Regions from separate parts of the Sus scrofa genome. Here region 2 is linked to region 1. A link is a contact called in public HiChIP or PLAC-seq data. All regions are on one chromosome and are shown on one strand. The core of a region is the stretch at or near the end of the contact, and the rest is flanking DNA. Distances in the headings are between cores, read along the strand shown. Region 1 has its middle 81 kb from the start of MME. Region 2 overlaps LOC106505720 (a long non-coding RNA gene).

Region 1 (3,620 bases), core at 507-3,006:
GGTCGAATAGCAGCTGAAGCTGCTGGCCTTTGCCACAGCCATAGCAATGTTGGATCTGAGCCACATCTATGATTTCTGCCGCAGCTCACAGCAACACCAGATCCTTAATTTACTGAACAAGGCCAGGGGTTGAACCCACATTCTCGTGGATACTAGTTGGGTTCATTACCACTGAGCCACAAAGGGAACTCTCTTCACTTCCTTTTAACAGACTACCTCTACCCTTAGCATAACCCTAGGTTGTCCAATATAGTAGCCACTAACAATATGTGGGTATTTAATACTTGAAATATGACCAATCCATATTAAGAGGTACCATAATTGTAGAATATTCATCAAACTTTAAAAATGTAGTGCAAATATAAGATATTAATAATTTTAAAATCATTGATTGCATTTGAATGATAAAGTTTTTGACACACTCAATTAATAAAATATTAAAATTAATTTCACATGTTGCTTTTCCCTTTTTTTAAGGGAACTACTAGAAAATTTTAGCTCTCCTTAGTGCTTGACATTATATTTTCATTGTACAGTGCTGGTGTGGCCTCTTCACAGTTGCAAGTTAGGTTATTTTGCCTGGAACTATACTATACTAGCACAGTAAGTGTCTTAAACTTTCTTTCTGTACAAATCCTTGGCGTCTTAAAAGCTTGTTAGAGGGGGAAAAAAAATGTGGAAATACTTAATGTGGTCCAAACAATGTATTTATTTTTTAGCACTTATTTAGAACAAACTGTTGAATATTTTGGAAATTTAAGGTTAACATGGAGTAGTTTGATTATTGTCATGTGGTTTCTCTACCATTAGTTCCTTAAATAGTACTCATTTGTAGGCAAAATAAATGATAAATTCTTGTAGTTTAGTGTCCTGTATGCAATGTGAGGAAAGTAAAAACTACATACTTTATAATAGCCAACTCTAGAAAAAAGTACTTAAGGCCTCTGTGGCAGCAGCAGTTTTGAGGAATTAAAAAAATAATATCACCAAAGGAATTTTTAGTTAGTAAGTTTTTAAATACTTATTTAGTAATATTTACATCAGTGGCATGCCAAGGTTGGTGCAAACACTTGGGTGAGAATAAAAATTAAGTTCTTATATATTTGTTCATTAGAGTAAACAACCTTCAAAATTCTTCTTTTATTTATTTACTAAATATTTTTCCATATGTAAGTTTGCTTTCTTTTGGATTCCTGATATCAATACTCTGAAAACCACTGACATCAGTTAATCTCAATCATTAGAAGTCTTCTACATCAAGCAGTTCACAGTACATTTTCAGGTTGAATACAGAGGTCATTTTCTTCCACTATCAATGCTAATAGGCCACCCATTCCAATTAAATGCAATGAGCATTGGTGGTATAGTAGCGAGCATAGCTACCCTCCAATTAAATGCAGTAAAAGAGAAGGATTTCTCAGTGGTTGAGTGTCTTGTTTCAACAGAGATGTAAGGCTATCTCTTCTTTGTGTCATCTGAAAAGGCTTAGATGAAATGAGGAGATATTCTGTCACAGCTGAAAATGAAAGTTAAGTCTGAAAAGAATGCAAGAGTAGAGATATTAGCAAAAGAAAACAGCAAGTTCAGGGGCCATTTTCAAAGTAGAGGGATCACTAGAAGTGTAGAAGAAAAGGAGGCACACTTGTCTCTTTAAAAAGAGAATGAGAAAGTGTCAATTCTCAGAGATGAGTTCTTAACCCCAGACAGCTGTGAGCAATTTGTCAACTGCTCTGAAGTGTGGCAGAGTCAACCCCTGGGTCTCAGCCATGTGGATTGGATACTGGTTTCCATGAGACTGAACACACAAGAGGACACTTCTGCCTCAAGGACATCCTAGTTGTCATTGTGATCCATAGATTATCTAAACAGTAGAAGAGTAACTTACAAATTAAATGAACTAGACTAATAGGCACCCTGGGTGCATGAAAAAAAATCAGACCAGCAAAAACTAGCAAATAAAAGAGTTCATATGGCATGGTAGAAAAATCACAGCTATTTGCCATGGCTCTGAAATTTAATGTGTCACCTTAGGCAACTCATTTAACTTCTGTGAATCTTCTATAAAATGGAAGTGATGCACATGGGATATACAGAAACCACGCTACTTAAAGTTTCTGGGACATGATAGGTCCTTAATATATGGTGGTATCTCTCTACAAAAGTAAACTGTAGCAGTAAATGCACTAATAAAACTTAGAAAGGGGATTATTTTCTTCACTCTTACAAATCTTTATGTTTTGTTAGGACAGCAATCTAGAAACTTTTCAGGCTCCTGCTTTGCTCCTCGTGTTTCCTTAAATCAGACAAAGACTGATAGAGCTAAGCTTTGGTATCCATGTGGCCCCTGAGTTATAGCATTCCTCAACACCTATCTTGATCAGTCCCTAGACCTTATCCTCTGCTTTGGATTTTATTCTTAAATTATTCTGACCTTGAGTCCTAGTGTCATCCCCTACTCATGCTCAGTGACAGGGGAGCTACACTCCCATGTTACCTCCCATGATCATTCCATGCACCCATAGAAGGATTGTCCAAAAGAGTACCAACCAAGTACTGAAAGCATTTCTATTGGACTCTAAATGCCCAGTGGAAACCCCCAGAGCAGAGTGAGTCTCCAATCATAGGTAAGTTAGCCACTCCCTCGAAAGGCCAGGCTGTCTTGGCTTTATGTTTGGTGCAAGTTCTGTTGTCCCAGGGCCCATCCCAGCTATCCAGTGAATATATCCTTCCTATCTATAGCCAGTCTTAAAAACAAAGCTCCTTGTGAGTTCTTGCTGTGATGCAATGGGTTAAGAATCTGACTGCAGCAGCTCGGGTTGCTTCAGAGGCATGGTTCGATCTCCAGTGGGGCGAAGTGGGTTAAGGATCCACTGTTGCCACAGCTGCAGTGTAGGTCATAGCTGTGGCTTAGATTCAATCCCTGGCATGGAAACTTCCAAATGCTGGGCATGCAGCTATTAAAAATAAATAAATAGATAAGCCTCCAGGATATGTAAACAGAATACATGCTATATTTAATTCAATTTTCCTTACAATTCTAAACTTAAAGTTGACTTAATCTTGTAGAGTTGAGGTGAAAATATAGAAATTTTGATAGACTATGAAATAAAGTGTCATGAAGGCTATAGTCATGTTGTATTTTAGAGAAGACAACTGAAAAAGTTTATTTTGAATCAAAAAGTGCAGTGTATCCTCATCTTGATTCTTGTTCCTCTGTTCTGAACTGTGCACAAATCTCCCTTTGGAGTAACTTATGTTGCTGAATTGGATTTGCTCCTAGTAGCTCAAGGTGAAAAAAAGGGAATTTTCATCTCTTAAACATAGCAATGGGAAAAAAAAGTACTTTCCTTTATAACACTGGATAATATGTCTAATAAATTTGCCAGCAGTGAGGAATGAGCCTGTGAGGAAGTAACAAAGATACACATCTAATGAAATCTAGTGACATAGTACAAAGGCGTAATTGTTGCTAATTTATGAGTTCAATGTCCTTTCTCTCTTCAGCCAGGAGAAACAATCTCACCACATTCTGAGCTTCTCCTATCCTGACATGATTCTCCTTTATCTCCTTTCAAAACAACTGCAAAGTGCTGCAAACTCTTTGCTCTATAGCATTATCT
Region 2 (3,620 bases), core at 319-2,818, 320 kb after region 1:
GAAACTAACATCTAATATGAGGGCATCTACAAATTTTATTTTAAACAATATATGTCTCACTATAATAAAATTTGATGGTTGGCTAACCAGATTTTTAAGCACTGTTTCTAAAATAAAAGTAAATATTGAGTATATATACTCATTTATTTAATATCTTTGACTTTTCATGCTCCTATCTATATTAGCTAATATGACCCATGTTTCTTTTCTAATTCATTTTTTAAAATTTCTTCTTTGTGAATTTTTTAGTTGCTTGAATTTTAAAATAAAAAACATGCGATATTTACACAAATTACAGAATTATTCTTATAAAATTAATGTAAAATCAAATGTTGGCTTTTTCTATCTACCATTCTAACAAGGAAGAGAGAGAAAACAGCAATAATGATCAACAGCTTGTTTTAATTTGACTTTTTGACATCTTTAGAGATATTTTTAAAGCAGTTATTTCCATATGCTTCCTTTTAAAAAATAAAAAAAGAAAAAAGAAAAGGCTAACTTAAACATTATTAGTCTTGCATAATACCCCAAATGTCAACAATGTGGAATTTTCCAAGCCCAATAAGCGAGAAAATAAATTTTAACATCATCAGCAGGTAAGTTAAATTACCAGGTAACCATCTTCTCAACTGCCTATATTGGCATTGTTCTGATATTAACTATTGCATTTAGTTTAGCTGTGAATAGCATATTGTTCAAAAATAACCAGTTTCAATAACTTCTATGATATTTTCCTCTTCATTCCTTTCTGAATGCCAACATTCCTCTCACTAGTGGATTATGATATGCCAAGGAGTCCATCATCAGTGTAGAGTAAAAGTAGAGATAGAATGTGGTCATAATGAAATTGCTGTATTCCATCGCTGTGGTGATAAAAATGCAGGGTGCCTCATAAATATTTTTGACCCGTTTGCTTACAGAGATGGAAGTATTTATGGTTTGGAAGTCTCTGGCTATAAAAATGCATTCCAGTTTATTCTATGCTATCAAATAGCCTTTTGTTAGAGTAAAGTATTATGGGTAAGTTATTACTGGGAAATCTGCCTTTAGAACATTAGTAATGCAATAAATTCCATCCAGTCCATCTAGGCTATTTTGGGCAGAACTATGTCTAAATGAGCCAACTGCATTTCACCAAAGATATTATATTCTATTCAGAGGCTCATATGTGATCTTTGTGGTCTTTGTTTTTTTGAGATTAATAAAAGCAGAAATAGCCATGATAGGAGCTTCTCTTATTTAGAGAATTTCAATCAAAAGATGACATAAAAAATTCACTGAATCAGAATGTATAGTTAAACCAAGTAACTGAACTCATATTTGTTAGCTACTGAATCACATTGCAGCTCGTGAAAAAGGCATGTGAAATCCATGAAAATATTTTTCTCTCTTGAATCCCATGCATTTGAAGTTTATAATAAATACTTTCAAATGTCTACAAGCACTGTGGAATCATAAGTCTTTGGCTGTATCTTGTTTGTTTTGTTTCCAAGTTAGACTGGAAACATGTTGCTCTAAGGGACTGGGTAATCACAAGAAGCAGTTCAGCTTTGGAGTCAGATGTCCTGGGACTGAACAATGGCTGCCACTTAAAAGCTGTGTGGCCTTGGACAAGTTAGAAAGCAATCCTGTGCCTCACTGTCCTGCTCTGGGACAGGCAGACAATAAAAGTATTTGTTTTGTGAGGATCAAATTAGTGTTTGCTACTATTATCATCAGTCTCCTTCTGTGTGTTCTCACACACAGCATCCTGCAGAATGATGGCACCACAGGAGACCCTTGGTTTTATTATGGGATAAATCAGCCACAGTAGACTTTATGTGAGATAGGGGCATGTAGTGGGAGCCTAGTATGGGCAGGGGGCGAAGGGGAGGCAGAGATTGGGAGTCTGAGAGAACTGAAAATCCAGTTAGAAGTATTCCCTTCGCTCAGTAATTAAGTCCTGGTTTTTTCATCCATAAAATGGTGTCAAGAAAATGAGCTTAAAAGATCATTGGAATCATTTGCACTATCAAAATATTGGGCACTCAATAAAATGATAGCTATTACTAACTAATACTATAGTGCTCCCAGAATACCTTTGACACCAAATGTATGAAAGTTTTTCCCACACCAACCAGCTCTCCAACGCTTGTGTCTTACAGTTTAATTCTGACACTAACCACCTGGAGTTAGGGAAGCCCCCACACGTTGAGGGCTCAGCTCAGTCTTGCTAGACTAACCCCACTTCAGATGCCAACTGCAAGTCTGGGCTTTCTATACTTTGGTTTAACTAGCTATAAATGAACGGTTCTCATGACCCTGGAGTTTGCCAATTTTCTAGAATGGCTAACAGAATTCAGGAAAACAGTTTACTTACTATTACTTGTTTATTAAAAATCTTATAATTCAGGAACAGCCAATGGAAGAGGGACATAGAGCAAGTTATGGAAGGCAGCACAGATTTTCCATGCCCTCTTTCAGCACATTGATGAGTTTACCAACCTGAAATCTCTCTGAACTCAATCAGCTATGATTTTCTGAAGTTTTTATTACTTCTTTCCATATACATGACTCATCAAAACATTGGCCAATGGTGATTGACTCAATCTTCCCTCTCCTCTCCCTGGAGATCAGGTGGTAGGACTGAAAGTTGGTTTCTCTAGCAATGAGGCCACATCCTCCAAGAATCACCTCATTAGCATAAACCCAGGTATAGTTGAAAGAAGATGGTTATGAATAACAAACAATGTTCCCCACTCCCTTATCACTCAGGAAATGCTAAGGGATTTAGGAGCTCTGTGCCAGGAACTGTTAAGACCAAATATACTTATTATATCACAATATCCCAATAACACGTGCAGGATGATGCCAAAAAGAAGGATGATGCTGATCTACAGACATGATTTTACCACATTTTGTAAATGTCTACGGTGTGCAAGACTCTTTGCTGGTGAGATGGATGGAGATAGAGGAAAGACAGGACTTTTGTGGCTTGTGCTCTGTCAAGAAGTAGGATTTTAAAAAGATGATGAAATAATGTTATACAAAAGCACTGTCAAATGGCAAACTAAAGCAATTTAGTCATAAGTTTGATGTCCTTTATTCAAGAAAAAAACAGTCCCACTCTTCCCATGGGTTTGGGACAAGAGTGAGTTTTATGGAACACTAGAAGTGGCAGAGAGGAGAAAGGGCTAATTGGCTGGGGTTGAATATCTGACCTTATCTAGAAAGATCAAGGAACCAGGAAATAAGTACAAAACCCAGAGTTAGCTTGGCATTTGGGCAGTGGCTGACTGGATGTACTATGTTTCTAGTCAAGCAAAGCATTTACAGGAATGCAAAAGGGCAGTTTGCTGACACAGCAACGTGGGGGAATGCTGACCCATCTTGGGCCTAGAAATATATTTCAACAACATAAAATTTTCAAAAGTGACCCCTCAATAAGTAGAAAAACGTAGATATAGATCAATAAACATAGTGTAGGAAGCCATGGCCAGGCCTGTTTCATCAAAATCTTAAGTAAGTACAATAGCATAGTAAAAAATTTAAAACTAGCTTATATATAAGATGCTTTGTAAACATTAGGTACTTCAGTGGCGCAATGTAGTATTCAAAAAAATTTAAGTCTGGAACCCAGA

Evidence for each region. HiChIP or PLAC-seq counts read pairs in DNA pulled down with a chosen protein or histone mark.
Region 2: a contact with region 1 is called in an H3K27ac HiChIP or PLAC-seq map of skeletal muscle, with 4 times the contacts expected there. The contact joins two enhancer-like sites. A contact is called at or near these places in 1 of 47 Hi-C or Micro-C datasets (epiblast stem cells) and 1 of 2 datasets of contacts at active chromatin or transcription factors (skeletal muscle).

The regions. Positions count from the first base shown.
Region 1 is chr13:94,935,440-94,939,059 of Sscrofa11.1, forward strand. No RefSeq gene overlaps it. Among named protein-coding and RNA genes, the nearest start is that of MME, 81 kb to the right of the region's middle. Within about 2 kb of position 1,757, at least 5 of the 83 cell types and tissues checked have an H3K27ac peak or open chromatin away from gene starts, as enhancers often do. A contact at or near this core is called in skeletal muscle, where this site is marked.
Region 2 is chr13:95,257,868-95,261,487 of Sscrofa11.1, forward strand. The region is part of intron 1 of LOC106505720 (a long non-coding RNA gene); the gene reads right to left. Among named protein-coding and RNA genes, the nearest start is that of MME, 240 kb to the left of the region's middle. Within about 2 kb of position 1,569, at least 1 of the 83 cell types and tissues checked has an H3K27ac peak or open chromatin away from gene starts, as enhancers often do. A contact at or near this core is called in skeletal muscle, where this site is marked.